Linked DNA regions of Arachis hypogaea: region 2 is linked to region 1. A link is a contact called in public Hi-C data. All regions are on one chromosome and are shown on one strand. The core of a region is the stretch at or near the end of the contact, and the rest is flanking DNA. Distances in the headings are between cores, read along the strand shown.

The links. A called contact is a pair of places that touch in the nucleus more often than the background predicts.
Region 2: a contact with region 1 is called in a Hi-C map of leaf, with 2.8 times the contacts expected there. The contact joins the promoter of LOC112804062 here to the promoter of LOC112803997 in region 1. A contact is called at or near these places in 2 of 8 Hi-C or Micro-C datasets (both in leaf).

Annotation. Positions count from the first base shown.
Region 1 is chr1:52,602,155-52,607,722 of arahy.Tifrunner.gnm2.J5K5, reverse strand. It overlaps LOC112803997 (bifunctional dTDP-4-dehydrorhamnose 3,5-epimerase/dTDP-4-dehydrorhamnose reductase), which reads left to right and starts at 3,508. Exons shown (of 2, transcript XM_025847441.3): 1 at 3,508-4,295; 2 at 5,043-5,568. The coding sequence starts at 3,642. The coding sequence ends at 5,492.
Region 2 is chr1:52,911,238-52,916,805 of arahy.Tifrunner.gnm2.J5K5, reverse strand. LOC112804062 (28 kDa ribonucleoprotein, chloroplastic) reads right to left here and starts at 3,355. Exons shown (of 5, transcript XM_025847498.3): 1 at 1,976-3,355; 2 at 1-1,803. The coding sequence starts at 489.

The DNA of each region.
Region 1 (5,568 bases), core at 2,259-4,758:
TTCAATTTCTTGTGTTCCTTCCATTTTTGCAAGCTTCCTTCCCAATCTCTCACTCATTCATGCCCTATAAAGCCTGAAACACTTAACACACAGATCAAGGCATCGAATGGTAATAAGAGAGGATTAAGATTAGCTAAATTAAGACCAAAGAAGCATGTTTTCAATCATGTAATAATTTTAGGAAGGAAATATAAATGCATGCTAATTATATGAATAAGTGGGCAAAGACCATGATAAAACCACACAATTAAGCACATTGTAAACCATAAAATAGTGGTTTATCAGCCGCCGTCCATGGAGAGCCATCACCGTTCATCACTGTCCAGTCACTATTGCCGCTGCCGGAGGAGAAACCTGCAAAGAGATAACGCAATAGTGGAAAGAGGGAGGTGCGGTGGTTGATGTTGGTGCTGTTGCATGCGAGAAAGAAGGGCCAGTACGCTATCTCAAAGCCGCTGCGTCACCACCGGAGCTTCCTGCCGCCATTCTACCCGTGGAATGTCATCATCGGAGCTGCAGCTGCTCTATTCTTTGGGTTCTTCTCTAAGTACAGCATGTTGTCTTACTTCGAAACTCTTATACACCATCACTGTAGCAATTATATTTTATTAAGTTTTATTAAGTTTTAGTGCAAAATTCACATTTTGGATGCTACTTTGAGTTTTTGTGTTTTTCTTATGATTTCAGGTGATTTTTGGCAAAATTGGCAAGTTTTGGCAAAGTCTGATTCAGCGGCAAAGAAAGAATAGCAGATGCTGTCAAATCCTCACCTCCATGCATTCTAACGAGTATATCTTGAGTTACAGAGGTCCAATCGACACGCTCTCAACGACGTTGGAAAGCTAATTTTTAGAGCTTTTCAGAAATATATAATAGTATATACTTTTCATTGGAAATGTTTGCCCAAACTAGGCGTTGAATGCCCAACTTACTCCCAAGACTGGAGTTCAACGCCCAACTCAAAGAGGAGCAAGCCCAGCATTGAACGCCCAAGACTAGAGTTCAACACCACCCATGGAGCAAGGAAACAGCACGCTCACCCCCTAATGGGCGTTCAACGCCCAGAAGCCCAAGTTGTACGCCAGGCATACGAAGCACATGACCAAAGTGGGCCCAAAGTGGATTTTAGCACTTCTTAACTTATTTTATTTTCTTTTTGTAATTTTTAATTAAGAACAATATCTTTTAGGTTTAGTCTTAGAATTTTTACTATAAATAAGGGACTTCCTTCCTCCTGATGATCATGCCTCCCAGGAGGGGAGAAGTACAGACACATTACATTACACCTTCTTATCTGTTTTCTTTATAAAGTATGAGCAACTAAACCTCCTAAGTTAAGGATAGGAGCTCTGCTCATTCCCATGGATTAATATTATTACTTTTTTACTCTAATATATGTTTAGTTCCTTTTTATGATGTATTGTCGTTCTTCATCTTTATGGATCTGGGATGAAACGAGAGTATGACCCCCTTATTCTACATGAGCTCTTACGAAGCCTTAGCCGGATAGTATGGAGCAACAGGTTAAGAATACATCACAGGTTCCAACAAGTTATTTGGGCTAATTGGGATACGTGACATGAAATCTCGTTAGTCATGGGTAATTGAGGTCTCTATGGCGTTATGGCTAGAATAATGAGCATCATTCTCCAATCCGAAAGATCTGACCTTGTCTGTGGCATTTTGAGTAGGATCACCAGAGATTGAATTGCGTGAGCTTCACCCTCATTCATATTGAATGACCATTAGCACCGGCGTTTGATGTGGATCAGAGGAGATTAAAGACCACTAGCCTCGGCTTTAATCACTTATAGCCTTGCCATTAAATGAATCACTCATTGTTAAAGTAGTTAATAAGAAGTATTAATCCGAAAGAACAAGCATCTCCAAGGTCTTAACTGATTTTCCATCATTGTTTCTACACCAATTCGGTATTACTTTCTTTATTATTCTGTTTTATGCACGGACAACAACTACTACATGTTCTATTCGCATGACTAAGTAAAATATAAATTACTTATAAAATATACATATAATTTTTCATTACTCATAAATTACTAGAATTATAGTTTTAATTATGTAAAATATTTTATAATAAAATAATTTCTAAAAATAAGGAATTCCAATTCATAAAATAAATTATAACTTATTCATATTTAGATTTTAAAAAATGTGGGTCGTTACAATGTAGATTAGGGAGCAGATTGTGATGATAGAAAACCTGTAACCGAATATGTGTCTACTTAGGAACTAATTTGATATCATGGAACAGCAATCAACAACATGCTATGAGCAGGTCAAGTATGAAAACTGAGTTTCGAGCTCTAGCAGCTACCTAGGCAAATTTCTTGTATCCCAAAGTGTTTGATTACTTGCAACCAATCCCATCTTGCATAGTAAGTCAAAAAACTTAGAACTAGACTTTCATTTTGTAAGGGGCAAGTCACTACTCAAAAGTTATTTGTCACCAACATTCCAGTACAAGACCAGGTAGCAAATATCTTTACCAAAACTTTATCTATCAGTTTGTTCTAAAAATTTTGTAGCAAATCTAGAGTGGTTCCAAGACCCTCTCTCAGTTTGATGGGAGTGTGAAGGATAGTGATAACTTGAACATTAAAAAACAAGAATAGCAAGTTCAAAATTCTGTTACAATTGCTATACGAGTGATTGAATTCTTAGTTCATCTCTAGGTAGTTATTCTATTATGCTAAGTTGCTATATATAAAATCCTTATATCCCAATTCAGATCAAGTGTAATTCACCCATTCCAAGTATTCAATACAAGATTATATTCATTTCTCTCTCAAATATCTAGATTTGATTCATTCTTTTCTTGCAATCATATTTTTCTTATACCATATTCATCAACTCCTTTGAAAACTTTAACAGTTTTTTATAAAATAAATTGTTGTATCATAAGCTTTTCGAAAAAATTTTTGATAAAATGTTATTTAAGTTGCATATGAAAAATATATGAAAAATTAGTAAGTTAAAAAAAAGATTAGTCTATGAACCACTTTAATTTAAACTAAACTAAGCCGCTTAGCAAAATTCAGAAATTAAATTAAGTCACTTAACAAAATTTAATGACTAAATTGAGTCATCTGCAATAAAGGCATATTAATAACACGTAGAGAAATCATGTTATGACAAAAAAAAATTATATTCTGTCACGTAATACTACCATTTATATCAGCATGCTATGTGTCATTAATAGCTACATCAGCATTCTATTATATTTGGTTGAACCAAATTTCGATATGCGGTACTGATAGTCCATGTCAGCATCTCATATTAGTACGTGTTTATAAAAAATAATTGAAGAACTAACATGAGTCATAAATGTAACTTTTAGAAACTAAATTAAATAAATTAAATTTTTAGAGACTAATTTTAAAATACAAGTATAATTTCAGTGAACAATTTGAGTAATAATTTTGTCTTTCAAATTGAATTTTCGCTTTTGAGCTGAATCACATCCCAGGGAATAGGGATTACACTCCTAAAATAATGGTAATTGAAATATTGAGTAGCAAAATTGACCATTCGCGAATTTAGCACAACAAAATAACAATAGAATCTTGTAAGAACTAATAGCCGATTAACCGTGTTCATAGGAGTCACTGTCGGGGAAAAAGATGCAAATAATGTGTGTCCCTATTCAATACACACATTCATATCCGCTATATATATATCCTCGAAACCTAGCACCCGAAAATCCCATTCTTGTAAGTTTCACAACAGAAAAATCTCAAAAGCGGAAATACACAACAAACGCAGAAGTCAAAAACAACAGAAAAACTCAGAGATTCATCACAAGTAGCGCTTCAGCTTCATACATGGGCTTTCCAACCAACGGCGCCGGAGCTAACAAGCCCCTCAAGTTCCTCCTGTACGGTAAAACGGGCTGGATAGGGGGCCTGCTGGGGGACCTCTGCCGGGCCCAGGGGATAGACTTCTCCTACGGGTCGGGACGACTGGAAAACAGGGCTTCCCTTGAGGCGGACATAGCGGCGGCGAAGCCCACGCACGTGTTGAACGCGGCGGGTGTGACGGGACGGCCCAACGTGGACTGGTGTGAATCACACAAGGTGGAGACTATACGGGCCAACGTGGTCGGAACCCTGACGCTTGCTGACGTGTGCCGCGAGAATGGTTTGTTGTTGGTTAATTTTGCCACGGGATGCATCTTTGAATATGATAAGGATCATCCTCTTGGATCTGGTATTGGATTCAAGGAAGAGGATACTCCTAATTTCATTGGATCCTTCTACTCCAAGACCAAGGCCATGGTATATATACCTATCTTTTCTCTCTTAACTTTTGGCAACTTTTTTTATAGAAGAGATCTGTTCATAACTTGGTAAGTTCTAATGTCATCTTAGCTTTTGTAATTGAGAAATGTTAGGGTGCCAATACCTTTTATTGATACTAGCCAAACAACACCTTATTTTTATATTATTAGGATTAGAGTTTAGAATTTAAAATTTAGTACTTAAAGATTTAATTTAAAGTGTTAGTAAAAAGTGATATATTTTGTTGGTGTCGTTTCGACACTTGATTAGAAATTTAAGTTGAGAATCACTTGTACAGTCACATGTTTTAGTTACTCTTTCGAGCAATGGCACACATGTTATGTTTGTTTTATCATCTTGTTATGTATGTATATGTGGACCCTCCGCAGTAATAGCTACTTGGCTAGTGTTTTGGAACAAAGTGGTGTTTGTTGTGTTGTGTTTCAAACTTCAATCCAACAGTGTCTAAATCTAACTCATCAAACTAAGTAGGTGTATTTGCACAATTGCCCAAGAAAAAGAAAATGTTATGGTTGTCAAATTACCACTTAACCAATGTTTTATTCATAGATGTAGCTCAGTTTGCAAGAAAACACAAGAAAGAAGGGCAAAAAGTGTAAATGGAAAAAGCAATTGCCTATATAACTTAGGATAATGCTAATTTGACAGCCACGACATTTCTATTATGAAACATTGGTTTAGGCTAGTATACTTATTTACCCTGTTTCACCTTGTATGTTGCAGGTAGAAGATCTGCTGAGAAACTATGATAATGTATGTACCTTGCGAGTTAGGATGCCTATCTCCTCTGATTTATCAAACCCACGGAACTTCATCACGAAGATAACTCGGTATGACAAGGTTGTGGACATTCCGAATTCGATGACCATACTGGACGAACTACTCCCCATCTCCATAGAGATGGCAAAGAGGAACCTCACCGGAATATGGAACTTCACAAACCCGGGTGTGGTGAGCCACAACGAAGTCCTACAGATGTACAAAGACTACATTGACCCCAACTTCTCATGGAAGAACTTCGACCTCGAGGAACAGGCCAAGGTCATCGTTGCACCTAGAAGCAACAATGAGCTTGATACAACTAAGTTGAAGAATATGTTCCCGGAACTCTTGTCTATTAAGGAGTCCCTTGTCAAGTATGTCTTCCAGCCAAATCGAAAGGTCAATGCTTGATTAAGCATGCATCAATAGGTATGAACATGAGTTGACATTTCATTTTGGTAAGCAAATGCAGGAAAATAAGAGAACC
Region 2 (5,568 bases), core at 2,106-4,605, 310 kb before region 1:
CACCGTTCCGGCCTGCTCGAAGAGCATGGCAAGTCTCTGGCTATCAACATCAAAAGGCAAGTTACCAACAAAGAGTTTTGCATCCTCAGAAGTTTCATCAAACCCACCTTCCCCTTCTCCCTCACTACCATCAATCACAGCCTCAATTTCATCATCTTGGTTTACCCATTTGGGTTCGCCTTCGTTCTCCCACGTTGCTTCTTCTTCTTCACCATCAACTTCTTGTTGCTGAGCCCAATCTGACGCTTGTGCGACAAAGGTGAGCATAGGAGAATGATGAATGGTCCTGTTGGTGAGGCATAGAGAGCGTGAAAGTGAAAGGAACGAAGAAGAATTGAAGGATGCAACTTGAAATCTGAGTAGTCTAGAAGAATGACGAAGTGAGTGAAAAGGGCAGTGTTTGGGTTTGGTGTAAAAGAGTGACGGGGGAGAGAGTAGCCATGATTGTGATGCCATTGTAAAGGACTTGAAGAGAGGCATGGTTGCCATGGAGGGGTGCTAGAAGAAGAAGAAGAACCTCAATTCCTCAACGATTGAGGATAAGGTGAATAATCAATTGAAATGAAAGGTTTAAAGACACAGACAAATAGAGATGCCTCACTGTGTCAGCGGCAACCAAAATCATAAATATTTTTTTCAAAAAAAGAAAATTCTCCGACAGATTAATAATAACGGATAATATTGTTATTTCTTTTTTTTATTAATTTAATTATAACATGCAATTTTTTAAACAGATTTATTTAATTGTTGTGTATATTAATGTATTTAAATAATTTGATTCTTGTTATAATTATTTTTAAAAGTAAATAGTTATTTCTAACTATGAAAAATATAAAACTAATTATAAATAATTTAAGAGGACGTTTTTGGTGGAAAAAATATAATGTGGTCTTTAAAACACCATGCAGAAAAATTTCTAATGTATGGATTAGATTGCTCTAGGACACAAGATGTTATTATTGTTAGATTTGACCCAACCTTAAACGTAATTGCAAATTGGTACATGAGATGGTCGATTGGACCGACGGTTTCAGGCCTTTTTTTGTTGGAAGGAAGTATTGATGGGTGGTTAATTTTTTTTTAGAGTTAGCCACATGGCCTGCGCTCACAGTCCACCCAAAAATTACTCTAATGCAAATTCATATCCCCAAAAACCAGTTTGAATTACTATCCACAACCTACCCAAGCACTACTCCTTATTTTAATGACGTTACCCAAATCTTTCTGCACAACTTCATCTTCTACATTAACATATGAATTATTTTTAGAAAAGCTTGAAGGAGACCAAAAAAACTTAATAACAAAGAAGTGTTAATTAGTGTAATTAAAGAAGAAGGTTGAAAATGGACGTGAATATGAGTAGAAAAGTTGTAACGTAATTTAGGCTGTAGTAGCAGCCATAAAAATTGTTAGTAAACAAAGCATCTGCATAGGTGAAACAATAGTAACAGTGTAGCAAAAAAGCAAAATGTATTGTTTTAGCAGGAATGAGTAGGTTAAATAATAGAATTCTTAAAAAGTTAAATATTAACATAAACTACATAATGCATGTGTAATTAATAACAAAAGGATAGAAGTTCATCAGCTTGCATATTCCTAGTGGCATCGGACTTGAAGGATTGTGACCGATTTAACTAAGATGACCTTGAAGGTCCCAACACCTCCAGGCTTGAAATTGCACAAACTTGCAAAGTTTTCCCAACTTCCAGAAATTATTCCGAAGCTACTGTTTTGTGTGCCACTAAATTTAGTGTAGGTTGCTTCAACCTCAATATAGCCGTGTACAAAGAAGAGTGGGTGTCTCTGACCAGTAAAATGACTCAGATGAGGAACATTCGACTAATTATAGCATAGCAAAAGATCATTAAGAGATAGATAATATTGATGAAGCCACATACAAGAAAATTAATTAGTGCAAGTAAACAAGGTCGGGAGAATAGTATTAAAAGAACATGTTGCACTTAGTTTAGCTTACCAACAAGTGGGAAGACAAGATGAGGCCAGTGAGGTCCATCACGAAAAAGGGGCATTTGGTGGAGAATTTTTCATCTATTGCTTTAACTTTGTCGAAAAAAGGATTGTTGATACAGCTGACACGCTAGTAGGTGCCTTACTTTTCATACAGTAGTTGTTGGTACGTGGGGATAGTATGGCCACCAAAGGTGAAGATATGCACTTGGAAATCAGAGTTACCTATGTGTTTGAAATACAGCATGGAGTCCAGATTGATTTTGTACCTTCGATAGAACTGTGGCCAATCTCGCGTCAATGCGATGCTGTCATTTTGTCGTTCTTTCCAGAAGTACTGAATATGGACATCCTTTCCATCAGGGACCACCAGGTTTTGATCACTCGTTGTCGGTCGCTTACCCTTGCCCCTAGAGGAAGACATGTATGCCTAATACAAAACAGAAAATAAGGTTCAGGGTGAAACTGTTGGTCAACTGAAATAGTAGGACAAATATAATAGTTGAGCTCCGGTATCTTATTTCCAACAGCATAATTTTCGGGTTCAGGGTAACAAGAACCAAGAAACCCTAAACATTAGTTTAGTTAGGGTTTCATCAGATAGGAGAAAAAATGGAAGCAAAGGGTAGAAACATGCAAAAAAAAGTATGAAATGTAGAATAGTGGATCTTAACTGAGTCAATTTGCAGTCAATGCAACTTTCAGATTTAGAACAAGAAGAACAAAGGAAAGCAAACAGTCAGTGCAATTAGATTTTTATGAAATGGTAAAATACCGTAAACCAATTAGTTAGAACAAACATGTAGAGAAGGTAGTAAATGCAAGATAGTGGATGTCTAGTAAATATTCTACAAACAGTGCAGTTTTTCAGTTTATGACAAGATGAACGCAGGAACAGGAACAATCAGACCAATTAGGATTTTTTTCTATCCATGGAAAAAAATTTGAAGGAACAAGAACAAAGATGCAACAAAAATTGTGTTTTTATGATATAAAAAACAAGTGATATGTACTGAGGAAGGTGGTCGTTGGATATATTTGTTTCTATTTTTTATGAGACGGACATGGACACGAAATCCAAACAACGACTAATTAGTATTTGGCCAAGGGAAGCAACGGGGATTTCCTCGTTAGTCATCATGGCTGGAGTAACGAAATTGAATCAGGAATTCTTCTGACAGACGTCTTGGTGGTTGGAGCCAAAACGACAAAGTGAACTTGGTAATATGGTGATGGAGAATGGCGTCCACAACTAATGCCAGTTGGTGTGTGTGAATGATATCTCACTAAACCTTTTTTTTGTTTACTCATGGGCCAAGGCGGTACAATGAAAACCTGAGGTGACCATAAATCTTGGGCTTGGGACAGGCAATATTCTTTGGTGGGTGTGTTTTTTTGTTCTGCTTAGATGAGCCATCTTTTATACTAAGGGACCTAAGTAGGAAGCATGCAGAATAAATTGTTAACGGTTCATGAAAAAGATATAAAAGGAAAACAACAATAATAGTAGTAACATATAATAATAATAATAATAATAATAATAATAATAATAATAATAATAATAATAATAATAATAATAATAATAATAAAAGTATTGATAATTATAATATATTTATCAACTATAAGGACATAAACAAGAATATTAACAAAAGTATTTATGATCATCACATGTTCGATATGTATTTTCTAGGTCTATGTCTCTTTCTGTTTCTATTCATGTCTTTGTCTTCTTGCTCATGTCTCTACCTGTATATGGTAGAACAACAACAACAACAACAACAACAACAAGATAAACATTGTCTTTCTCTGTAACCTAAACTCTAAACCTTAAATCATGGACCATAAATCATAAACCCTAAATCCTCAACCCTAAACCATAAATCCTAAATTCTAATCCCTAAACCCTAAACTGTAATCGCATAAACTCTCGGACCTAAAGTTAAACCCTAAACACTAAACTCTAAAGCGTTAAACCATAAACCCTAACCCCCAAACCATGTACCCTAATCCCTAAACTTTGAACCATAAATCCCAAACCTTGAACACTAAAATCTTAAATCCTAAATCTTAAATCTTAAATCCTAAATCCTAAACCATGAACCGTAAACACTAAATCGTAAACCCAAAATCATCAACCCTAGACCATAAACTCTAAATCCTAACCGCGTAAACTAGGGCTGGCAATATATACCCTACCTGCGGGTACCTAACCTAGACCAACCCGTTCGGGTAGGGTTGTCTACCCGACCCGTTGCAGGTAGGGTAGGGTACGGTGCGAATTAGCCTACGGGTAAGGTAGGGTACGGGTTCAGGGTGTACCCTACCCTACCCTACCCGCTCTCCTAATATATTATATAATATATATGTAAAAGTTATGTATGTAGTGAAGAAAGTGAGTGTTGAACTCACAATCTTCTTTTTATAAAAACTTGAAATAACCACTAAGCTAGTTGATGATCATATTATTTGTAATTTTATGTTATATTTCTTTAAGATTTTATTGTTTTTAATTTTAATTTGAACTTAGTTTTTTATTTTTTATTTTATTAATATGTATAAAATTTGAAATGGTTGAATTTTATATTTGCTTGAAAATTTTTTATTTTTCTGCAGGTAAGATCGGGTAGGGTAGGGTTTAGAATATTAGGGTACGGGTAGGGTTAGGGTTGAGAGATTCTCAACCCGCAGGTAGGGTATGGTAGGCTTTTAAGACAAATTTGACTGCCCAATAACCAATTTGGTCCCAAGGTAAGGAATAACCAGTTACACCAAAAGATGCGGTCAATATAGCCAAAACAACGCCCGTAACCCATGTCCATATCAGTTATATCCATTATAATAAGCTATTCGGTAATTCCTTTTGGATATAATTTTGTTTTATCCGATCTCAATATTGATGTTATTTTTCGATCGCCCGGAAAGAACAAAAGAAACATCTTGTTCCTTCTTCAGCAATTTCTGATCTCTAGAACCTATCACTAAAATACCCCTGGAGGGGGTGTAGGGCTAAGCGGAGTGAAATCGTGTTAAGTATTAGCACTATGGCTTTCAATTTAAATGGTTTTAATTTCAACGAATCTGTAGTTGATAGTCAAGGTCATGTAATTAACACCTGGGCTGATATTATTAACCGAGCTAATCTTGGTATGGAAGTTATGCATGCCTATTGCTACTAGTGGAGTCAGGTTAATCTAACTCCATAGTATAGGTATAAACCGTAAACCCTCGAACCTAAAGTTGAACCCTAAACCTTAAAGTATAAACCATAATCCCTAATCCCTAAACCTTGACTCCTAAACCACAAACCCTAAACCTGTAAACCCTAGACCCTAAACCCTATACCCTAGAAAAAAAAACTCTAAATTGTAAACCCTAAATCGTAAACCGTATATCCTAAATCCTAGAACACAAAAACCCTAAACTGTGAACCCTAAATCATAAGATCATATAATGCCCTCTGAATAGTGATATCACCAATGGTGAAAGGAATAAAAAAGTTTCTCAAATCTTGAATCTTCTTAGGGAGATCCTTCTGAATAATAGCACTATATTCCTTTGTGAGCACCACAGTCTCACTCTCCTTCTAATTCCTCTTGTTGG